Regions from separate parts of the Mus musculus genome. Here region 1 is linked to region 2. Evidence: chromatin contacts called from public ChIA-PET data. All regions are on one chromosome and are shown on one strand. The core of a region is the stretch at or near the end of the contact, and the rest is flanking DNA. Distances in the headings are between cores, read along the strand shown. Region 1 overlaps Btbd9 (BTB (POZ) domain containing 9). Region 2 overlaps Zfand3 (zinc finger, AN1-type domain 3).

What was found. ChIA-PET counts read pairs in DNA pulled down with a chosen protein or histone mark.
Region 1: an RNA polymerase II ChIA-PET map of memory CD8 T cells shows a contact between it and region 2, with 16 read pairs. The contact joins two enhancer-like sites. A contact is called at or near these places in 1 of 115 datasets of contacts at active chromatin or transcription factors (memory CD8 T cells) and 2 of 9 other capture datasets (embryonic stem cells and embryonic tail).

The regions. Positions count from the first base shown.
Region 1 is chr17:30,359,438-30,366,425 of GRCm38.p6, forward strand. All of the region lies in intron 6 of Btbd9 (BTB (POZ) domain containing 9), which reads right to left. Among named protein-coding and RNA genes, the nearest start is that of Btbd9, 210 kb to the right of the region's middle. Within about 2 kb of position 4,999, at least 15 of the 459 cell types and tissues checked have an H3K27ac peak or open chromatin away from gene starts, as enhancers often do. A contact at or near this core is called in memory CD8 T cells, where this site is marked.
Region 2 is chr17:30,192,682-30,199,573 of GRCm38.p6, forward strand. It overlaps Zfand3 (zinc finger, AN1-type domain 3), which reads left to right. Exons shown (of 6, transcript NM_001356265.1): 5 at 1-49. Among named protein-coding and RNA genes, the nearest start is that of Zfand3, 190 kb to the left of the region's middle. Within about 2 kb of position 5,145, at least 107 of the 459 cell types and tissues checked have an H3K27ac peak or open chromatin away from gene starts, as enhancers often do. A contact at or near this core is called in memory CD8 T cells, where this site is marked.

The sequences.
Region 1 (6,988 bases), core at 3,749-6,248, 170 kb after region 2:
AAGAAGGAGTCTTACTCTGAAATGAGGAAAACTGGCTACAAATCATCACTAGAAAAGGGAAAGCCAGTCTGAGTGAAAGCTGTGTTGAGAAATGGGTGTTCAGTCACAACAGCCCAGGAGCGCGGGCGGGCCAGCCCTCGCCTGCTCTCTAATGAGGCTTGTGCTCATTTCCTGCCTTGGTTCCATCAGCCCTCCCTGCTCCCTGATTATAAATTCCACTTTGCTTTCATCTGGGTAACTTTTAGCTCCTTGTAATATAAAAGACTTAAGTGTGTCTGCGATGGCAAAGTGACATCCAGTATGGAATCCATATCACTTTCTTTTATTTCATGACCACTATTACTCATTAGACCTGCCTCCTTGAATATAATATATTACTTTCTGTGTAAATGGGAGGACAATCATATTAAAAGTCATAAATGTACCTCATTTAAATAAACTACCCAAGCTCCAATGCTCCAAAAATCATAAAACAGAATTGAAAACAAATGAATCTTTGCTTTGGGCTTAAGGCTTATGAATTAAATCAGCTATTAATCAGACTTGGAAAAACACTGGCTCTTTTCCCATGGTCGCTACTATGGAGTTATTTTAAAGGATCAATAGAGCTCACTAACCTACATGACTTTCTGGTACTTCTACTCCCTGGTTTACCTTAGAACTTATTGCTAATTACCGTGGGTCTAAGAGAATCCACACAGAAGTGACAATACACATAAATTATTCACAGGGCCATTCATCTGCAATGGACATCCCATCAGATTCAACCTTGTAAGTGTCACAGGACCAGTTATTTTTACATCAGATTGTATTTTATAGGAAATAATAAAGACGCTATAGCAGCACAATAAATCCCCACTAGCAGAAGATCTGCATTTCATTGCAACAAATGCCTCTACTCTATTAAGCAAGCACTGAAGTCTGCCTTTAATGCTTTGGAGTCAAAGGTTTCCCTGGTATTGTTTGCAAACTTGCAGGAGCCTGAGGCTGAAGGTTGATGTGAAACATTAAGGACACTTTTGCCATTGTTTGTTTGTTTGTTTGTTTCCTCCTCCTTTCCAGATTTCACACAGGAAACAGGACTCTTAGAACCAGAAGGCCTTGCTCTCATCCAGAAGGACCTTGCTCCTGGCATTTATTTTCCTCATCTAAAACATTTTCTCTTCTCGGCTGTGATCCATTGTGTCTCTGTAACAGAACCATGTTTATCATCCAAGGCTTATCACATTGCTCTTGCTGACTGTGTGGTCAGCAAAAACCAAGTTGATGAGTCTGGATGTAAGGAGTTGGCAGCCCCCGTGGCTCTAATGGATCTCAGCAGTATTAGTTTACTGAAAGAGGATCTGTACAGCCCAGGACAATTTACCATTCTGTGGACTGTGCACAGATGACACCCTTTATTGTGCAAGAGTTGAACTTTGGCTCTCTTCCTAAAGAACAGAAATTCACTCTGCAAGTATCCAGCAGTGAAGCAGCAGTGAGGAGAAGCAGCCTGGTGTGGTGGGCACAGAACACCTGGAGGACTCCCAGAGCTCATCCAGCAGCAGACAAGACAGGCCTGCTCTGCCCAGGGTGATACACAGTCATGTGCAGGAACATGGGGTGTATGAGATGGGCACTTCTCAAGGTCACTTTGATAGCCATGATCCATTACTGAAGGACAGGCTGCTGCTCTCGCCTGTGTGTCTTCCTGAAGCCATAGACTCTACTATCTGTACTCTGCATGTCAGCATACTCAAAATAATGTAGACAAGGCTAGCTCAGAAATGCACCACAGTGACTCCTGTAAGCAGCCATGGCCATTCTTTAATGCCTCCAGACCGTTCTTCCCTGCACCTAACTGTGATAAGAAACATTTGAATGTCCTTATTCCTTATGCCCCTTTTTGTCTCAATGGCTAATTTAATTTTCATAAAAATGAAGGGAAAGACTAATATAAGTTTTAGACAACAAATATAAGACCAAGAGGGATGGTTTTATGCACAGAGTAATAACACAAAAAGAAAAAGAAGTCGCAATGGCTCAACGTTAGTAAGTAGTTTCAATGAGCTGCTCCCCACCTTGCAAATCCCACGGGCATCACAGTGTACACATGGCTCTCTCCTAGATCAGCAGTCACACATGCCATCAAGGAAAAAGCATCTCTGGAGCCCTGAGTGACAGGATTTTTAGCCATACCTTCAGCATTCTCATAGCCCCACATCTAAAGTAATTAAAATTTAAATATCACCAAAATTCCTGGGAGACTCTATCTTTGTAAAAACTGCCAGTTTATCCTCTTCCAATGCAGAGTCACATTCGTTATTAAAAGATGCTAAGCCTAATCACAGGCTGATGAGGAACACTAATTTGTCACTTCCCCGGGCTATTTCTGCAGCTGTGAGGTGGGGTTTCACTGGCTTGGCGTGGACTGACATAACTCATTTTCTAAAAGTCAAACGTATTGCTATCCAGTTGGAAGAAAATCTTGCTCCATCAATCTACAGATCCTCCAAGAAAAAAAAAAAAAAAAGGCTCACATATGCTTTAAAGTATGAAACTGTAAGACCATGTCCATCCATATTTTCAAGAGCAACAAATCATTCTTTGTGTTTATTTTCTTTTTGAAAGAGAGTATGTTCTTGACTTCTTCAGCACTGACACCAAAATCACACATGGGGTGCTAAGTGCTTAGTACCCTCAAGCTGAGCCACTGAAGCACTTAGCACCCTATGTGTGCTCGTCCTCCCAAGAACCTCCCAACCTGACACAGGTGTGTGTCTCACTACCACTGATGCATTCACAGCTCCTCTGCAGCCAGCAGACTCTTATACTTGCCAGGACACAAATATAACACCGGCTGCCAGAGTTTATGGAAATGCTAATCAGGCCCGGGGGTTTAGCATGCACAGAGCCTTGGGTTCCTCCATCCCACCCCACCCCGGCTTCCCTGCTGAACCTGTCTGCTTTCCTTCCTCCACAGGGAAGGGAGAGGGAGGCTCAGTCAGCTCTTCCGCAGCTTAAGGACTGTTTATGTGCTCACCAGCACCAGACACAGTAAGCAGCACTTGCTGAGGACAGCGCTCCTCTCTTCAGGAGGCTACATAGCCTCATGAAGTCAAAAGTAAAATGCACTGGTTTGTTCTTTCCAGATCCCCTGGACACCCCTGAGAGTGACCTAGGATTCAGGGAGCTCACAGAGTGATCAGTAAACAGATCCCACCTCACATAATTACTCAGACCTGCAGTCTTTCTGCTCTGGGGTAGTAGTATTTTGTGCACTGATTTATTTCTCTGAATTGGACCAGAATTAATAAGATATTACGTTCACTGAATACAGAAATCATGACCAGTCATCCCTGTATTTTCACATTATTAGTACATTACTTAAATACACAACACACACACACACCACACATAGGGTGGGCAGGGATGTATTATGATAGTTCCTTTTTTAGGAGGGGCATTTGAGACAGGGTTTCTCTAAGTAGCCCTGGTTATCCTGAACTGTAGACCAGGCTAGACTCAAACTCACAGAGATCCACCTGCTTCTGCCTACTGAGTGCTGAGATTAAAGGGGTGCACCCACACACACAGCAGTTTCCTTTTCATCTTCTTTTTTTCTATTTTCTTTCTTTCTTTCTTCTTCTTTTTGTTCGAGACAGGGTTTCTTTGTGTAGCCTTGGCTGTCCTGGAACTCACTTTGTAGACCAGGCTGGCCTCGAACTCAGAAATCCGCCTGCCTCTGCCTCCCGAGTGCTGGGATTAAAGGCGTGCACCACCACTGCCTTTTTATGAAAAGTGTGAAATCTGACTTCAGAAAAGCATTCTTTCTACTCTTAATGCTAGAAGACAGGGAGAAGCGTAACACTAGGTTAAAATTCAGAGCTACAGCTAATATCATTAAAAATCAAAGATAAAAGGATGCTGCAAAGACGTTACAGTAAGCAGCATTTAACACTTCCATGCCTAGAATCTATCTGAAAAATAAGCTTGTTAGTTTTTGTTCGAACTCCTGTTTTACACATTGTTTTTATCTGCTAAACCTAATCTTTCATGTACTGTTGAAATAATGTGCACTGTTTTTAAACCTTTGAAGGGCTAAATGTGCCAAAGTTCAAGGGTGTAAACACTCCCGGTATTTGTCTTCCGTCTTGCGGTCACACGTTTCTGAAGGAACCTGTACTCACTCATATTGTTCTCACCCTTCCTCTCCCCCCCCCCCCCCCAGGCTTAGCTGCAGCCTTTCTTTTTCTTTCTCTTTTAGGCATTTTTATAAATAAGATATTCTGCTCATACTCACCCCTCACTCCCAGATCCATACCCACTCCTCCTACCTCTCAATCTACCTGTGACTTCATACCTTTTCTTTTTTTTTTTTTTTTTTAAAAAAAAAGCTTATTAAGCATCCAACAGCATAAATGTAGAAGACACAGGAAAGTTACAGTCTGTAACTTCAGAGCCAGGCTTATGAATACTCAGAAATTTCTGGATAATCGTGCCGTTTAAAACCAAGCAGCATTTTAACTTATGATAACCTAAGAAAAGAATTATCTATATCTCCCTGAAATGTCTCATTTTGGCATAATCAACAGAATCAAGAAGTAATTAATGAAAATGCTTTCAGTTTAAAACAAATTATTTGAAAAAGAAAGTTCCATCTTCCTCCCCCACGGTGTGCGCACACAATAGAGCCCTGAGGGAGAAGGGGAGGCCTGCACAGAGGTCGGCATGAGATCAATACCTTTTATGTGGCTCAAAAGCACTGATGGATCCAGGGATGCACCCACTGCATCTCAGAAAACTGTCACTAGCTTTTCTAGTCTGCCTGTAGTGGCAAGAGACATTTTAGCGATCTTTAGAACACAATGTCGGAAACCACAAGGCAGCTTCTCGCTGCAGCTGTAGTACGATAGCCAGCACTCCAGAGAGATGAGGGGCAAGAGTTCAGATTCAGTCCATCATCAGTACTCCTCTCTGGGACAAAATGCTGAGTGCTCAGACAAAACCAGCACTGAAGGAGAAGCAAGCCACGTCATCCGTGGAGGTCTGATGTGGTCTGCAGGGGTTCTTCCTATGTAAAGCATGGTTGCCAATGCCACAATGAAACATAAATTTGGTCAAAGTTATGCTCAGTGGAAACTGTGAAGTTGTTTATTAAACAAGTAAATTGTATGTCCTGCTGTCCATTAGTATCAGCTACATCCTGGAGGATCACAGGAGGCACAATGTGGGGCAGACCTTGGCATGAAGAGGACTGATTCCATGCTAAGTTACAAAGCTTGTGTGTGCCCTCAGGGTGCTTACCATCTTCTGGGCAGGTTCAAATGGAAACCCAAGGAGCATTGCAGGATTCAAGGTCCACAGCAGCATAGCCAAGTGGCTGCAGCTGGAAAAGCATCTTCTGGACAAGTGTCCCTCCCTGAGAACCACAGCAGGAGAGGTCACCAGATATTTGAACTCTGGTACCAATTTCAGACCCATTCTTGCTCAAAGGAAGTTAACTATCTGAATTATTGAACAGACTTCCTCAAGGAAGACAAGGTCTGTGGGAAAGGGCAGGCGGAAAACCAAATCCACCATGGTTGGCTTGCAAGGTGAAGACAGACAGGGCAGCCTCTGCAGCTCCAGGTCTCAAGTGGACATAGTTTATTATGGAACTGATTTGTTGAAACTTTCCCAAAGCAATCAACCCTGAGCCAGCACAAGCAAGCAAACAGACAGACAGACAGGGTAATTGTGACCAGAAAAGCACTGGTGCCTGCAGCCCTAGGTGTAAAGCAAGGAGCATATTTCACATTATGAACTGCTGTTTAATGAGCAACAGAGGCCATGTAAGAAAGCATCCCTGTGTGGCTCATCCCTGCCCCTCAATGTGCGCATTATACACAGTGAACAAGGGCTCAGGAAGGGAAAACATTTGGGAAAGGCTCACACTTTGATTTAAGAAGAAAGATTGCAGAAAGGAAACCATATATCATTTGGCTAAGGACTGCTAAACACGAAGCTACATTGTAAACATAATATTGAAGGGTATACCAAAGATGGAGAGAGGTTTTAGTGGTATTTGCATTTAAATATTTATTAGTGTTCTAGAAAGCAGGAAATTAAAAAAAAAATAAGGGAAGAAAATATATCCTAAAGTTGATAATATTTTTTACAATCTGAGTAAAAGAAATACTGTATTTGGGGGTTCACAAATAAAGCACACACATCACAAATAATGATGTGTGTGTGTGTGTGTACGTGCAGTTAAACAAAATGAAAGCTATACCAAGGTTATTGTAAACCCAGAAATGAGCTGTGTTAACTCTACGATAAAAGGGAATCACTACATAATCATTAGCCACTGAAAAATCTCCTAACATTCTGCAATACATATCAAATTTTATTGCACTTGTGTACAAAGAAAACTGGAGCTGAACTGATGCATGCTGGCATTGTTCATTTTGCCTCGGCCAGGCACTCTGAGGACCCAACGGCTCTGGTGCTTATTATCCTGTATTTGCCCTTCTTGGAGTGGATATAATCATAAAAGCTATGCAGTACCTTGAGTGGACTGGATAATTAGAGTCACAATGACATCCATGTGAATATACTGCATGTCATCATCTCCTTTAAGTGCATTACCTTACACACACACACACACACACACACACACACACGGCTCCTTCCTGCAGGATGCTGGCTGCTCTCAGGCCTAGCTAAGTTCCTGAAGGAAGCATCAGGCTTATCACAGCCACTCTCGAGGTGATGGCTAGAGTCTCTAGCACCTCAACTGACTCATTTCCTTAAACCTACCATATTTCTTTTAGAACCTACCTATTCTGCCAAAACGTCCATCTACTTGGCTGAACATGTTACCTGTGAATTTGGACATGTGGGCAGATGACAGGCAAACCCTGCACATGAGAAGCTGCATGTCAGCAGCAACTGTACATGGCTGCAGAGAACACTTCCTCAGAAGAAACCATGCAGGAGCTGGGGCCAGGGTGCGCACCAGAAATAA
Region 2 (6,892 bases), core at 3,895-6,394:
CAGACCAAGCTGGAGCTGGTGCAGCAGGAACTGGGATCCTGTCGCTGTGGTGAGCCCCCCACCCACACCCCCAAGGCACCATCCTGGTCTGTCCTGTCTCACACACACTTGCGCTTGACTGCTCTCCAGTCAAGACTCTAGAAAGGAACAAACAAACAAACAGGAGTCTGTGAGGTGCGCCGTGAGACTGCAGATACGTTCACTTGGAAGAGCTTTTAATATACTCCTCCCCGCACCCCTGTCAGCTATGGCTTGATTAGATGCTTTCCTTGTGGAGCCTCCGTTGCTCAGCGTGGGCCGCCTGCCTCTTAGGACTCGGCACGCAGATGTGATTTCTAAACTCTGTCCTGCACACAGTGAAACAAAACAGGCAAATTCTGCTTTTCTTCCTATATCATGGCACAAAGATGAAATGATAGCTCACAGTTTTCCTGTCCCATGGTCTGTGGAATAGAGTTGTCATCTGGCAGCCTCTGAGAATTCTCCACCTTCCATTCTAAGAGGTGGGCTTTACCTCTGCGCTCTGTTGAGCTGTAGCTGTCCTACATTAAGGGTACTGGGAGCTGGCAAGTTCAATTTGGGGCATTGAGTGACTTCTAAAGAGAGAACCTTTTCTGCTCTGTGCCTCAGCTGTCTGAGCTGTGTAACTAGGGGAGCATGGGGTGGCCTGGCTTGTCGAAATGCTGTTCCTGGCATGACCGGTCTATGTTTGTCACTGTCCCTCCCTGTGGGGACAGGGAAGGTGGGGTGTGGCATTCATTTCTGCTGTGAATTGTGAGTAAAGAAGAGAGTTGGGTAGCGGGAGCAGACACTGCAGGGTTTTAGACTCGGCTTACCCTAAAACCCGTGGTGTGGCCCAGTGAGGCAGGGTAGTTCTGTGGCAAGCTGAGGACATTTTGGGGTCTGGTGGCTTTGTTCCATACTGACAGGTCCGTATGGTCCCTGAGGTTGCAGGTTCTTGCTCTGTATTGAGATGAGCTGTGCTGGTCTTCAGCTCTGCATTCTGTTAGCTCTCCTTGCCCTTATTATACAGACTGCTTGTCTCTTGACTAGAGAGGTAGAAATATGCTTGTTTCCTCCTCAGCAGTGACTAGGTGTGTGGCAGCCTGTAGGATTTGCTGAGGGAGATGAAGCAGTTGGCTTGCTGCTTTGCCTCTGGCAGTGGCTAATGCTCCCAGAATTTCCTCTTCAGGCAGGCAAGGGAGTTTACAGAGTAGTTTAGAAGACCCAGGTCTCCACATTTACCCTGACGCTTTGATGCAAACCACTCAGTTTCCACAGGTCTTAGCACCCAGCTGAAAAACGTCAGGTAGTAGTTATCAGATGGCCCTGTGCCTCTCTCTGTGGTCAGCTGCACCATCAAAGTGTCTCAGTTATCCTCACCCCTGACCAGGAGGCTGGGTCTCTATGTAGAGTTCACTATAGACCTGAGTTCTTTCTCAGTTAGGTAACAACATGTAGTTCCTTGACCAATTCTAAGATAAAAGTCCCTTTAGGTGGGTCCTTCCTAGAGAGCTGGAGTTCACTCTGGTCAAGGAGAGCCTTTGACCATGAGCTCAGAAAGGCGACTATGTGACCTGCCACTGTTTAAAGATGAAGGGCCTCAGGAGCACATGTGCTCTGGGGCCGGCTCTGACTAACTGCTTTGTGCTGCTCTCCTGGCTGCCTGCTTGGATTCCTCTAGGAGAGGGTGGGCTGTGCTGTGTGGCGATTTCCTTGAGGATACATGGAGTGTTTTGAAGATATGAACTGCCCTGGAAGGTGTTAGAGGGAAACATATTTACTACTGAAAGGGAGGACTCAACATAGTTGAACTTAAAACAGAATACTTCTCCACTGCAGAATAATCATTCTCTGTATATATTCCCGATCTTTTCTTCCATTCCCCTTCCATTCTGTACAGGTTATTAACTGCTGACAAGAAATTCACATCTCATAAATAATGCTTAAGAGCCATTGCTATATAAATTGAATGTGTTATGAATTGTGATGGGCCTTTTTGTAGCATTCAGTGCCTAGAGCAGGAAGAAGAGAGGATGTCATTTTCATTAATTTCTAATGAGGTGCCAATTAAAGGCAGAGAAGACGTTCCAAAGGGAAGAGTGGCCAAGCTCCCCAGAATCCTCCGCCCCGGGGCTGTCATCCAAGCACTGCCAGCAAAGCCTTCTCTAAAAATTCCATTAAATTACAGTCTCATCGAGAGCACACAGACATTCAGCTTCCCTTTGATCTTCAGAAGAGCAATTTGTAAGGCGAGTTCCGAGCCTTCTCACACAGGACAGCTGTGCTGATAGGAATTGTTAATTGCCAGGATGACGTTCCCTGGGCTTTTGCAATAAGTAGGTGGGTTTGAAGATGATTTCTTTTGTCTCACGGTGACTGAGATAACCTTTTGTCAACAGTCCCAAAAGAACCCCCTTCTCCTGCGCAGTCTTCCCAGGTACCAGTTAGACAAGGCATGTAGGACATGTGGTGTGGGTAGGCTGGTCCTCTGACCTAGAGCGTCTTCCAAAGTCCAGGTCTCGGGACAGAAGACAGCCACACAGAGCAGGCTTGCTTGTTGAGTTTCTGCTTGACAGGGTGGCAGAATTGGTCATTGCAAGTCTTGTCTCCTAAGGCCATCTAGAGGATGTTCTGAGTCTGGGCCATGCACAGCACCTAATGCTGTGCCCTCTGCATAGCATTGCTTCTCAAGAGCACAGAATTGCCTGTCAAGGACTAGTGTAAGGTCTTGTGTACATGTTTGTATGTTTTTAGTGTGTGGCAACTTAGTGGGCTTCACACAGGACCAGAGGCACTTTTATGACCTCATGGTAATCTCACGTTCTTGACTGTTTTCAGAGTAAGTTTTCTGTTCGTGTCAGGGCCCATGGTGCTGGGGCTGGGCTCTGCATGGGGTGCGTGGGACTCTGTGGTGTGTTGTCTTCGTGGGCTGCTGTGGCCGCTCTGGGTCTGTCATTCACTGTCACTAACAGCTGTTCTGAGATGACCTTTCAAGGATTTTGTTAAGTTCTATGAGGAGCAAGAGATGTGGGATGTGCGAGCTCACAGACCAAAGGCTAAGTGTGGTGCCGTGAGAAGTTCCTGGGCAGTATGTTGGGACACGCTTGCCCCCAGAGATTCAGTGAAGCGAGTCCCGCGTGACCGTTACTACCACTCTGCACACCCTTCAGCCTTTAGGACTTTTCATGCAAGCAGTTGAACAGCAGGCCTGGTCTTGTTTTCAGCTCTATTTGGAAATAACATTTTGTCTCAGGCCATTATCTGAGAGCTGCTTGTGTTCACCTCGGCTTTGTCGTCCTCTGAAGTGTTCCCTGGGGCCACAGACAGACACTGTTGTGTAAAGCCAGTCCCTGCAGCACACTCCAGCTTTAGGGAGCTCACTCCAGTGCTGCTGCCCTGGGTCCTCCGCCCATGGTTCGTGTGTGTGTGTGTGTGTGTGTGTGTGTGTGTGTGTGTGTGTGTGTGTGTGTGTGTGCGCGCGCGTGCGCGCGCGCTGATTTAGCAATGCTAAACTTCCAGAGTTGCTCTCCCCTTCGCTGCAAGCTCTTGTCCTTGATCAGGTGTTGTGCTTATTATCTTCAGTGTGGTTTAATCCAGAACATTCTTACCAACTTTCTGTTTTACAATTTCAATATTTTAAAATAAGGCCCTCTCTGTTGGACATGCACACACACATATACGCACACAAATGTCATGGGTTTTAAGGTCCAAGCGCCCTTCATCTGGGATCTGTTCACTTGTGCACTCTCTCTCAGCTGCTGTCCGTTGTGCTATGAGCTGTCCTGGAGCTTCACTCTGGAAGGCTCAGTGCTCTCCAGTCTCTCGCTGTTGATGCGGTTTGATTCGTGTGCACACTCGACTCTCCACCTCCGCTAGTGCACGCGGTTGTGCGTGCGGCATACTTTGGCAGTATTGTCCATGCTTTCATCAAAGCCTCCCGAGAGGCTGGGCACCGTGGCTTATGCTGTTAATCCCTGCACTTTGGAGACAGAGGCAGGAGATCTTGGAGTTTGCTAATCTGGTCTATACAGAGAATTCCAGGACAGCCAAGGCTACATAGGGAGACCCTGTCCCAAAAAAGCAAATGATGTCCTTGAGGTTTGGCATCTAGTTATGACTCTTGCCTGAACCAGTCTCATGTGACAGTTCAGAATGATTTGATTCCACAGTTTCTGTTTGGCACTGGCATTCTTTGAGTAGAGACACCTTTTTTTTTTTTAAACCTGTAGTTGCCATGGATCCCTCCCTCCCTCCCTCCCTCCCTCCCTCCCTCCCTCCCTCCCTCCCCTGACTCATGAGTCAGTGCTATAGATAATGTTTTCCATTACTCACATTGTTCCACATTTGGCCAATTGAAGTTCTTTCAGCCCCGCTCCTGTCTCCATTGAGGAGTTGAGGGAGGAGTGGGAGCATAACAGGATGTGTCCCTGTGTTTCCCTTCCTCCCCCCACTCCAAAACCAGCTACTTCTGCAAGGGTTGTAGGAGGGGTCCTATGCTGGGCCTGACAGGAAGGCACGCACACACGGAACAGCCTGTCGCCAGACAAGCCAGCACTGGAGTCGTTAGCAAGTTACAAGATGCCTTGAGAGGATGGGCGGGAGGGCTTCATCCCACCTGGAAGGCTGGACTGGCTTCTGCCCTTCAGGCCTTAAGGATGGGTATGGCTTAGATGGAGGAAAGGTGAACACTTGGGCAGTGTTTGTTGTGGGGGGGGGGTTGCAGCTGGGTAGAACTGGCATCAGGTCTAGTAGAAAGAAGAGGCTGCCCGTTCTCGGTTGAGGAGGTCGGATGTTAGCTCAGGGCAAGCACCGTCAGTGGGCAACATGATCTGACTTCTTTTTTTAAGTCAAGCACACAGCCGGAACTAACTGGCTGATGGCAATGGAGAGACCCACTCTGCAGGCCTCCTGCTTTTGAGTCTGGTAATGAAGGCCCACGTTTCCCCTACTCCTGAGGTAACACTAGGATGTGTGCTACCCATGGCTCAAGAGGAAGGTGAGTCTTGTCCACACTCCCAAAAGGGAAAAACTATCCTCTGGTGGGAATTAGCTTAGGTGAGAGAAGTCGCACTCCCCCCTCACTGTGCCGGCTCATACAAAATGGCCACTTCCCCTTCCTGTGCAAGAAGAGCTCTGGGCTAAAACCAAACAGCTGCCGAGTCCCTGTGCTGCTTGTCTGTCACAGCTAACGAAGTGTCAGACCTGCTCCCCTCCAGAGGTCCAGCCTGCCTGGGTGCCTGGCCAGGGCCATGTGGGCACAGCACAGGTGTGGGTGCTGCCCTGCCCAAGCCAAACAGCCCGTGGCAGAGGCTGCATTCATCATATACCAGACACCTGATCTCACCTCAGTGACTGTGTGTAGCTGCCGCCGCCTTAGCTCCTACCAGAGCCCAGACTGTTTATAGACAAATGGCGATATTCTGACATATACATTACTGATATTTTATAGATTTGATCTAGTAATAAACAATTTTGGTTAATTCTTTGTCCAGAATTTAAAAAATTTAAAAATGAATATACAATAACATTTTCCATTCCATAAAATTCTCCGTTTTGCAGTTCAGAAAGTTGAGGTAAATTCATTGAGGTTGTGTAGTCTTTACCGGTGGCTTTTTAGTCCGCCCTTCTAGAAGGACTCAGCCCCTCCAGCACATTCACCCCCTGCCCAGGGCTAGCCAACCACGGACCTGCTTTCTTTGGCAGTTTTGATTTTTCTAGAATTTTAGAGTTCGTGGATTCATAGTGTGTAGTCTTAGGTCTGTGCCACATGGCAGGCTCTGCGAGTCGTCTGTGTTGCTATCAGTCAGTCTTCCTCTGAGAATGCCACATTGAGAGGGTAGGCCGTGTTTACCAGCTGCAGTGAGTGCTACCTAGAAATCTTTAGGTGGAGTGTTGAGTGGTAAGTGAGCGTCTGACACTAGCCAGCACCAGCAGCTTTCCCGGCTGTGCCAGGTCACAGGTCGCCGGCACTGCTTCTCCGTGCTCTTGGCAACCTTCAGCACTGGGCTGCTCCTCTCCAGCTGTCCTAGCGAGTGCCTGTCCACCCAGTGGTAACTCTCTTCTTCTTGCACACACTGAGCATTTTCTCCATGGGCCTTCACTCTGCAGATATCCTGGTGAACTGTCGCTTCACCTTTCAAACATCACTCACTTTACGCACGCACATGTACACACACACACAGACACACACACACAGACCTGAGGCTGCACACTCCCACCCTGCAGCAGCTCCTGCTTTTGAGCCTGATAGTGAAGGCTTGGAGTTGCTGCCCTAAGCGTTTCCAGACGTCAAGCACAAGCCTCTCTCTGTTCACTTAGGTCTTACACTTACTCAGCCCTGTTTTATAGTTCTCAGAGTGTGTCTTCTGTGCAGCTGTCCCAAAGTACTTTGAATTTCTGATGGTACTGTGCTTAGAATCCCCAGTACCTCTTGTTAGATTGTTGTTCCCTCGGGAAGCACAGTAGTTTTTTTTTTGCAGCCTCTCTAGCTCCTGTTAGTGCCACCTTCCTAAGATGCTGCACACGCGTGGCATGTCACCTGTGAACACAGTCACGCTTCCTGGGGCTGTGGGCCTTCCTTCCATTCTTTTCTCCTCTTGTCGGGTAGATGCACAGAGAGGGCCGTAGGTTAAATGCTGAGCACACACTTGCCCTTGGTCCACCTACTGCACCTCCTGCACCCAGGCTTTTCTTCAGTCTTCGGCTGAAATTGTCTTTTCAGCATTAAGTACAATTTAAGGGTTAATTTCCCACCGCTGCCTTCACCCTGGCAAGAGCTAGTGCTTGTGTTTAAGGAGTGTGTCCAAGAGAGTGTGGGAGATGTGCACAGGGCTCAGCAGGGAAGCTGTGTGTGGCTTGTAGGTAGGTTTTCCATACCACAGCGTCACCG